Linked DNA regions of Mus musculus: region 2 is linked to region 1. A link is a contact called in public Hi-C data. All regions are on one chromosome and are shown on one strand. Each heading gives the region's core, a stretch centred on a gene start, on an enhancer-like site or on the middle of the called end of the contact. The rest is flanking DNA. Distances are from core to core; before and after follow the strand shown. Region 1 has its middle 67 kb from the start of Olfm1. Region 2 overlaps Gm13373 (a long non-coding RNA gene).

Region 1 (4,776 bases), core at 1,082-3,581:
GAAGGGAAGCTTATTGGCTATGCCCTCCAGGCCTCTAGGTACCTCATTAGCATGGAGATCTCTGACTTGAGCCTACTTGACCACAGGTCACATCTCTTTTCCTATTGCCTTGGTCTGAGATGTTAGGGATGCCTCATCTACATGAGGGAGGGCTTGGGTGTTGTCCTTATGAGACTGATGGCCATAAATCCCTGGGGGGGCTGAGGCTACATGGCAGGACCTGGTACCTGGGAACAGGAAAAGCTCCTGCCATCCCTTCAGGGTCTCCCAGGCTTCAAAGTCTTTAGCTCAACCGAGGACCAGGTTACCTTTCATAATCCACAGAATCTGATCCCTCATTTCTATCTGGATCAATGGAAAAACCCATATTCATGTCACTTGTCCTATGCCCCAGCCAGGCATGCAGAAGGGCCCTGGGCAGTGTCAACGTGGGCACGCTGGCACCATTTCACATTCTTTAGCATTTTGCAGACTGTTGTGGGACTAGGCTCCTCTTGAGTGCGACCAGGCCAACCAGGCATGCAGCTCTGCCATCTGGCAAGGGCCTCCAGTCCCACCACAGAGAGCAGGGAAGAGAGTCAGTGTCACACACCTCTATTGGCAGGGACTTCCTGTTTCTCATTGTCCAGAACAAGTCACATTATCCTTTGCCCCTTCTCCCCACCTCAAGACGCTGAACCATATAAACTCTCAGGACCTACTACTTAGCGGATCTAAGGAATGGGTTCGTGACCATCTCTTCCTCCAGCTCGGGGTGGGTGATAATAAATATCATAATAAACTTTATTTATTTACATTGTATACATATGAGGTTTTATTTTGTTTTGTTTTGCTTTTGTTTTTGTTTTTGTTTTTGTTTTTTTTTGTTTTAGCAGGCATCTATACATGTGCCTCACATGTGCCTTTAGAAGCCAGGAGAGGCAGGGGATCCCCTGGAACTGGAGTTACAGACAGTTGTGAGATGCCTCTGTGTGTGTGTGTGTGTGTGTGTGTGTGTGTGTGCTAAGAACTGAACCTGGACCTTCTGCAAAGCAGCCAGTGCTTTTAAATGCTAAGCCATCTCTCCAGCCTCAGAGTCATCATTTAAATGAAGGTTGGTTCCAGGTGGGTTTTGCCCTGCCAGTATGGCCTGGAAGGCCTAGTGCCCACTATTTAGGCCGGCATTTAGAGGCATTTCTGAGTGGGTGAGTGGACAGTGGCCTCGGGATGCTGGGCTGTGGTGGATCCCTGGAGAGAAGAAAGCTGTGATATTATGACCCAGCAGGTGATGGATTGCTCTGAGAGTGTCCTGCTGACCCCAGGCCGAGGGGAAGGAATGAGGCGCTGATGATGGATGACTGGGGAGAGCTGTTTAATTTCCCAAGACCACCTGCCACTCTGTGGCCGTCATTTTCTGTGCCCTGTCCATCCATCAAGTACCCGTGAGGCCAGAGGCACTTCTAATCTCACTGCCGAGGAGTCCTTGAATTGTGGTGAGAGGGGAGATGGGTGCCCTTCTAGGTAGCAGAGATGAGAATATAACTAAACAGGGGGGAAGATCTGACCATTCAGGTTGGCTCAAACAACATGAAAGACCAGCAGTTCATCGGCAGGGGATTGGTGGCATCCACATTTACTCCTTACCTAGCCACAGCAGAGCAGTGTGCCTGGCCCACACAGAGCTTCCTGTTGTTGGGAGAACGCACAGGAACTCATCTGGGTGACACTTTCCTCTGCACGGACTGTGATTGCATACGCTGCTTTTGCAAAGTGGGACAAAGGCTTGGTTGTCTCTCTGCCCACTCTACCCCATCCCATCGACTTGGCAGAGGTGTTGCGTGTGTGCATGTTTTAAATGGAGGCTGCTGCTTTCTCTCTGTTGGCAGAGAGCAGCCAAAGAAGGCAGTGGATGCCCCATATGTTAAGGAAAACGCAGTTGGGGGGTGGTACAGTGTCCCTCCTTCTAGGTCCCTTCTCTAAGTCCTGTCCCTGTAGCCTGTTTGAATAGCAGGTAGTTGTTAAGTCCAACCCAGGTTAGTCTCTGGCCCATCCCACCATTCTGATCCCTTAGCACCAAGCCACTAAATTTACTGTTCTAGATGATTCAGCCACAGCAGCTGCCTCCAGCCTCCCCTTCAACGATGTGTCGATTGCCAGCTTTAAAAATAGCTTAATTGTTTTTCCTGATTATAAAACTAATCCATACTTGTTGCCAGAAAAGTTCAGGAAACAGAGTTTGCTGAAGACCCCCCCCCCCACACTCGCTGCACCCCTCTTTCTGTGAGGGAGGAGAAGAACATGATGGGTACTACACAGACAGCACACCCGCACTGTCACAAGTGAGGACAGCCGCCTCCAATACGAAGCAGGTGGAGCCCGGGTGGCTTTTTTGATTCAATTTGGTTGTTTAAGTCTAGCTGTTTAGCTATTCTTTGAGGATTTCATACATGGATACAATGTATTTTGGCCATATTCTGGCCTGAATCCACTCTCCAATTCCTCCCTGGGATGCTTTCCTCCTGCTCCCAACTTCTTGTCTTCTTTTAAAAAAAGATTTGTTTTTATTATTTTTAATTATGTGTGCAGATGGGGGGGGGGGTGCCGCATAGTACAGATGCAAGTATCTGCAAAGGCTGGAGGCATCAGATATTGTGGAGCTGAGTTCCAGAGGGCTGTGAACCACCTGACTTGAGCACTGGGAACTGAAAATCCCCTCCCCTTCCTCTTCCCTCTCCCTCCCCTCCCTCCCTTCCTCTTCCTTTCTTCCTTTCTTCTTTTCTTCCTTTCCCCTTCCCCCCCCCCTCTCTCTCTCACTGAGCCTAAGTATCACTGCCCAAATGCACACAGAAAAGGAGTCATTCACTGGACATTGGAAACCTACTATGGGCACCCTGTAAGAGACCATCAGCTTCTTAGCTAGGGGTGAACCCTCACAAAGCCCTCCCCTCCCACTCCTGTTGGTGCTGGGCTGTTGCCTGCAGGTCCTATGCAGACCACCACATCTGCTAAGAAGCCGTGAGTGGAGCTGCCATGTCAGGTCCAGAAGACACTGTTTGGTAGCCTTGTCCCCAATTTCTGGCTCTTACAATCTCTCCATCTTGTCTTCTGTAATGTCCCCTAAGCCTGGGTGGGAGGAGTTGTGATATAGAGACATGAATCCGTTTTTCTAATGGTTACAGTTGTGACTTTAGTCAAGGCAGGGAGCTTTGAGCTTTCTTTTCTCCTTAGGAGACAGGGCCTTCTGATTGTTTGCCCACTGGGGTGTGACCTAAGGCTTTGGTGACACCCACTGTTACACATAGGATCTGCTTCTCACCTAACCCACACTGGTGTCCTATGTGGTCCCCACTTCTATGACGTCCTTGCAAAGATACTGTGAGGGACAGAACCCTCACATCACAGACTCCATGTGGGGCTTGCCAGGCCTTTCTCAGCTTCCTCTTGCAAACAATAGAATTTACTCTCCTGTTTCCTACCTCCTGGGTGACTTCTCTAAGTCACTTCCTGGAATAAGAAGGCTAGTGTCCCTGGGTCCCTGCTGGTGAGGCTGGTAGGATGTTTGAAAAAGAGATCGGATAATGCCAACCAAACTCTTAGAAAGCAGGAAGGGTTGGAGTGAATGGAGGGGCCAGATGGAAATCACAGGCCCACAGCTGTCTGGGACCACACTTACCTTCACCAGCCAGAGGGCCCACAGCCATAATCCAGTGGCTCAGACGACCCTTCCATCAGCCACCTCCTACCAGTTTTTTTTTCTAAAAACTGGAATAGAAATCAACCTACTTTCCAGGTTCTAGGAGAACAGGTGCTCAGAGAGAAAGAGCACTGGGCCAGGCAGGCAGCTGTACTGGGCCCAAGGCCAACCCCCAGAAGCCCAGAGCTTCTTCTGCCTGGTCACTGGCTGGTCTGTCCCCTCCGTCCAGGCTGAGCAGGAAGATGGAGTAGCCTGCTTCCACAAACAGTGGCTGCTGCCAGGTCCTAGCTGCTCCCAGGGGAAGTCACTGCTTGCTGTGCCTATTGTACCAGCGAGCTAATTAAGATGAAAGGGAAACTCTTGGAGGAGCCTGGAGAAAAGGCGCCTACTTCAGAGCCCGCTCTGCCCTCAGACTGTTCTTCCTAACAGAGAGCAGATTTGCTAACCTCTTAGGACCCCCTGGCTCATCGCCTCCCGTGGGGTGGGCCTCACTCAGCGTGCTTCTGAAGCAGGAGAGAAAGAGAGGAAGCACTGAAGAAACATAAGAGGAGAACGAGAGTCAAGAAACTTCAATGCAACAGATAAAGCCAAGCTGCTTCAAACAGGGGTGTTAAAAACAGTAAATAAGTCATGCTCACTCGGGGCTGGAACGCTTGTAATCTTGAGTTTTACCATATTGGCATTTCTTCCTCATTCCCCAAATCTAAACAGTGCACCTCATGAAATAACCTTGCAATTTCACTTGTGCACGAGAATTCTTTCCGATAAGAAAAATAACTGAGCCAGTTCACGCACTTCCTTTAAACTTGGCTTTTACACCTTACTTAAATCTTAAGCTTTGCTTAATCCTTAAATCGTGCTGTAAATCACATCCTTGGAGAAGTGTAATTTAGAAAGCTGCAGGGTCATTCAGGGGTGTCCAACGTTTGTGTTGTGTGCTGTTCATGGCTTTCCTGGACTCATGCGGCCCGTGGGTTGCAGGTTGGGTATCCTTGATTATTGTAAAGATACCTAAGTACAGGTCTCTTTCGAAAACTCCACACTTGTGTCCTGGCGTGGTTTGAATGAGAATGGTCCCCATAGACTCCTGGATTTGGATGCTT
Region 2 (4,776 bases), core at 1,489-3,988, 110 kb before region 1:
ATTCTTTAGAGTAGCAAATGAATCTATGCATTCCTGTTTCCCCAGAGACAGAGTCAATGGTGAGGCTGCCTCAGCTTTGTGTCCCCCAGGGCCTCCTGAGAGCTCCCCTCCCCCTGGGCTCCAAGGCAGGAGGGGCTGAGCTTCTGAGGCATCCTCTTCTCCTGCAATGAGCTGGTGCCCCCCTCCTGCCCCTGCGTCAGCTTTCACCCGTGTGTCGCAGGGTGTGGGCTTAGAGATGCGTTCTGTCTCCCCACAAAGCCTGCAGAGACAGCCCCACGCTGCCTCCTTGGTGTTGCAGGCATTTAAATTGCCATTTTATTTAAATTTATGTCCAGAGATGCAGGCGGAGAAAGGGCCATTTCAAAGTCAGTTTCTGCTTTATGGCTTTATAGGGATTGTGGCCGGCAGCTGTCGGAGATATCTTCTGCTCCCACATGGCGGAGGGGAACGTGGGCACATGACTGACTATTCCAAGAAGGGGTTTGCCTCTTGCCCAGCTAGGAACTCTTACTTAGTACCACAATGCTAGGCTGAGCCCTGACCTTACTCACAGGCTAAGTCTTGTCTTGGCTTCAGGTTATGCCTAGAGCAGTCCTGACCTGGGCCACTGTTGCTCACATGGATGTCAGGTTCATTTGGACTCACAAAGTCTCAAAGCATCATTGGACAGATCTGCCCAATATGTAAAAAAACCACACTGTGGCTCTGGGCAGCTGGTCTTCACAGCTGGAGGAACATCTGTCCACCTGCTCTGAGCTGATGAGGTGGAGATAGAAGGCTCCTCTCCACATCCTCATCAGAGAGCAACACCTTCAGCCCAGATCATCCCAATGTGGTGCCTGGAATCCCAAAGAGCCCAGCATCTAGCTAAGATTCTTAATGCGGTTGAGGTTATCTATTAACATGGGACTGGGATACTCAGGCCGGCAACATGGTTTGTAGGCTGACTGAAACCCTGTGTGGAAAGGCACTTTGCAAAGCATGCCACTGGAGCTTCCAAGGTGGCGAGCTATGTCGGGAAGCTGTTGGACAGGATTATCCTCCGAGTCAAGCAGCTGCTGTCTTCTTCATGAGGTAAGCTGTGCTGGTTTGCAGACAGTCCCAGCTAGCCTTGTTGATTGTTGTCTGAGTATCCAGGTACTCTTTCCAACCAGTTGCATGCAATTCTGCACATGGTCTTATGGCCTCAGTCTGGGAAGGGATATAGTATATAGGCTGGGGAAGACTGTGGGCCTATGGGGAAGCCATCATCCACACTAGGTGAAGACTGTCCACCATGTCTGCTTTGTAGTAAGCCCTATGGACTCATTCCTTCCCCATGATGGACTTGAGCTTTGGTTTGTCACTGGGACCTTAGAAGGAGGGGGAATTGTCTGGGGCCAATGTGGTAGGATGTGGCCAGGATGTGTGTAGATGGTCACATGTTGGAGTTTAGCAGCCTATGGCCATTTCAGCAGAAAGCATAGAGATTTGAGGTCCACCTTACAGTCACTGTCTTAAACTGATAATGCCTAGGGAAGATTTATCACTGGCTTTTATGGTCTCCGTAGGTATCCAGTCTTTTTCTCTAGTTGTCGACAGGTATATGGAGTGTCGCATTAGAGCATGACCACAAGAGCAGAGATATCAGGACAAGAAGCAGGGAGAGAGAAAAAGGAATAAATAAAGGAGACTGCTTGAGGCTATGAAGAGCAAGGCAGGGTGATAGCAAGAGGCTAGCTCCCCTGCTCATTGGATGCTGTTTCCCAGGGTTGGGTCCCAAGTGCCTTTGTCATGTGTGATGCTACAGTCAAAACCCAAGCAGCAAGGAGTCACCTGGAGGGAGTGTTCCCGGCACAGAGAAGAAAGATGGGCTACAGGGGACCAAGGCCACCCACTCTTTTCTGCTCCTTCTTATATGAGGAGTTAAGGGTATCAGAGGCTAAGGAGGTATGTCCTGGAGGCCTAGGCTGGCAGCAGAACCAATGAGAGCCTCTTGGGAGTGGTCAGCACAGGGCTGATGTCCAGTGCTCCTGATGTCTGCTTTGAATCTCCCACCCCAGGCCTTTCCCCACTTTTGCTCACCCAAGAACAAGTGAAGCCTCTTTCTGGGCTGCTCAGCTGGGAGACTGGCCCCTGGGCGGGGCATGTACTTATCTATTCAGGGAAAGGGTCCCTCCAGTGCCAGGGTATGCTTATAGTTGGACAGTAACCCCAACTGTCCCAAACTTCTGTTCCAAGGACATTGGACTGTTGGCCACGTCAGGAGCCCTCTTGAGGGAGGGGACTGTGTTGAGGTCTCAAGGTGAGATGGGTGGGCCCCATAGAGGGGGCAGGGTGAGTTGCGTTTGATAAGCTGCAAACACAGGGAAAAGAAGCCCCGGGGGCTGTGGCAGCGGGAGCGTGGAACAGATAGGAAGCCAGGTTAGGTGTGTGCGAGCGTGTGTGTGTGTGTGTTGGGGTGTGGCAGGTTCTGTTCTCAAGAGGGTGGGGCACATGCTGGGGACTTCCAGCAAGTCTGTGTGGTGACAAAATACACAGAGAGGTGGGAGTGGAGGAGAAAGAGGAGTCAGTGCAGTGGAGCACAGGAGAAGGCTGGTGTCTATGGTGGAGGGAGAGACTCAGCTCAGACTGGGCACCTGGAGGAGCCAGAGTGGGTTCATGACTGGGACCAGAATTGGGACCTGGGGCTGAGAAGCCCTATGTCACTCTGTACAGATAATACTGATGGGGGCTGGAGCCAGGCAAGGTGGCCAGATGAGGAGGTGGGGCTAGAGGGTGGCAGGATCAGCAGGCACTGCTTCTAGAAGGGAGTGGCCAGCAGCTATCTTGAGCTACAGAGGCCGGGGGTGGGGGTGGGGGGGAGATGCATAGCAGGCTGTGGTGGTCCCAGGGAGCTGCGGGTGGAAATGCTTTGGGTCTAGGCACCAGATTGGAGTGGGCTGGGGAGCTTGTGGGAGGTGAGAAATGGAGACAGTGGGTGCCACTGATGCTTCCAGACTTTCTCTTTCCTCCCCCACCTCTCTCTCTCTCTCTCTTTCTCTCTCTCTCTCTGTTATTCTACTGTTTTATTGTTCTATTTACACAACTAGTACAGAGAGTGTTCTAGAAAGTCAGCTTAAATGCACATAAGGAACACATAAGTTTGTAGGGTCATCATAGGCCACTAAGTCCACGGAGGCACACTGACTGCAGGGAATCCCCAAGCCCAAGGCTGTGGCCCCAAAACTCAAGTGACTATTTATAGGGAGTTGGCCCCACTCTAGATACAGCCAGGGCTATCTTCTGAGACCACTCAACAAGGAACACAAGCTCCTAAAAGCACAAGCTGTGAATGGGGGCATTTCTGGGGGGTGGGGAGGGGTGTGTGCTATTCTCCCAAGGTGGTATTGTTTGGAGGGGTGGGTGTGAAGTGCAGATCATTACCTTTAGGGTAGAAATATGACAGTGTTTAAAATCTAGTGGGACGAGTTCTGTTGAGCAGGGGATATTGGTTGAGAGAGGAGGACATGCTGGGTGCCAGTCTCTGGAGGAGACAATATCTGCCTCCCTCACAGGCCTGAATATCTGTGTGGCCACTGACCCCATAGATGCCATGATGTCCAGCCCAGGGCAAGCTCCCACAGGGCTTAGCTTTGCAGTGTCTAAGTCAGCAGGATTTGCAGATTTGATAGTGATCTGGGGTTTCTGTCTGCTCCAGAGCACGATAGGACTTGGGGTAGAGTAACGGGTAAAGGACATTTTGGTTCTCATGGGTGCAAACAGGCCCCTATCTGGAGCTCTCTGGTATCAACATGTATACACACACATACATATCTGTACTTAGGCACAATGTATACCTACTGTACATATGTGTTCATCTGTGCAGGACAAAGAACCTTACACACATGTACACCTACCACTCATACAAGCACATCTACCAAACACACCAACAATACATGCAAATATCATGTATTCACATGCAAACATGTGTTCACACTCACCTCACACACATGCATACCCACCAAGCATATAGGATAAATACGAGGCATGCAGACACAGCCACCAACTATACTCACATATGTAAACACAGGTATATCAGGCACACAAGCTCACTTATCTCATACATGCATATCCACAGACATGCACACTCACAAGCATACCCATCAGGTACCCCTATATACATGCACACCCATTAGGTACCCTTATACACACGCACATCCACAATGCATAGACTCAGACTCATTAAGCACACAGGTATATGTAACTTTAATTTTTTAAAACCTATTTTTAATGCTTGTTCTTAAATGTTTTAACCTCCCTTGTAGCCCACCACCCACTAGAGGTAATGGAAAAGAAAGGATATGGGGGAGGGGACATGGACCTGTTTAGAAAGGTTCTTTGGAGCAACTCCTGTCTGTGTTGTCTGGAAATCGGCAGTTCAGTTCACAGGTCAGTAGGTAGCAGCAGTTTGATCCACTCACAAATACTTCACAGATACACAGCAGTCCAGTTCTGTAGAGTTGGGTTAGCAACAGCGGTGACAGGACCTAGAGACAGCCAGGCCTCAGCCTCTGCTTGAGTCAGTAGGAGGGGCCAACAGGAACACCAGGAGTTCTCAGCTGTGTCTCTCTAAGGGAAGAGAAGATCAGCAAAGACTCGAGACCTACAAGCATTGCACAGCTAGCTGTACAACAAGCCAAGCTCTGTCTCCGTCACTGTGGAGTCCTATTTCTACCCTCCAAACATCACGTGTCCTCCACGTGCCTTGCCTCAGCACTGTGCATCGAGTCAGCCCAAGTCTGAGGAGTCCTGACA

What was found. Hi-C and Micro-C count contacts between places; a contact is called where the count stands out from the background.
Region 2: a contact with region 1 is called in a Hi-C map of cerebral cortex, with 7 times the contacts expected there. The contact joins two enhancer-like sites. A contact is called at or near these places in 11 of 484 Hi-C or Micro-C datasets (the N1E-115 cell line, bone marrow-derived macrophages, brain and 7 more) and 2 of 115 datasets of contacts at active chromatin or transcription factors (bone marrow-derived macrophages and craniofacial prominence).

The regions. Positions count from the first base shown.
Region 1 is chr2:28,269,911-28,274,686 of GRCm38.p6, reverse strand. No RefSeq gene overlaps it. Among named protein-coding and RNA genes, the nearest start is that of Olfm1, 67 kb to the right of the region's middle. Within about 2 kb of position 2,331, at least 19 of the 459 cell types and tissues checked have an H3K27ac peak or open chromatin away from gene starts, as enhancers often do. A contact at or near this core is called in the N1E-115 cell line and cerebral cortex, where this site is marked.
Region 2 is chr2:28,376,278-28,381,053 of GRCm38.p6, reverse strand. All of the region lies in intron 2 of Gm13373 (a long non-coding RNA gene), which reads left to right. Among named protein-coding and RNA genes, the nearest start is that of Gm13373, 26 kb to the left of the region's middle. Within about 2 kb of position 2,738, at least 18 of the 459 cell types and tissues checked have an H3K27ac peak or open chromatin away from gene starts, as enhancers often do. A contact at or near this core is called in the N1E-115 cell line and cerebral cortex, where this site is marked.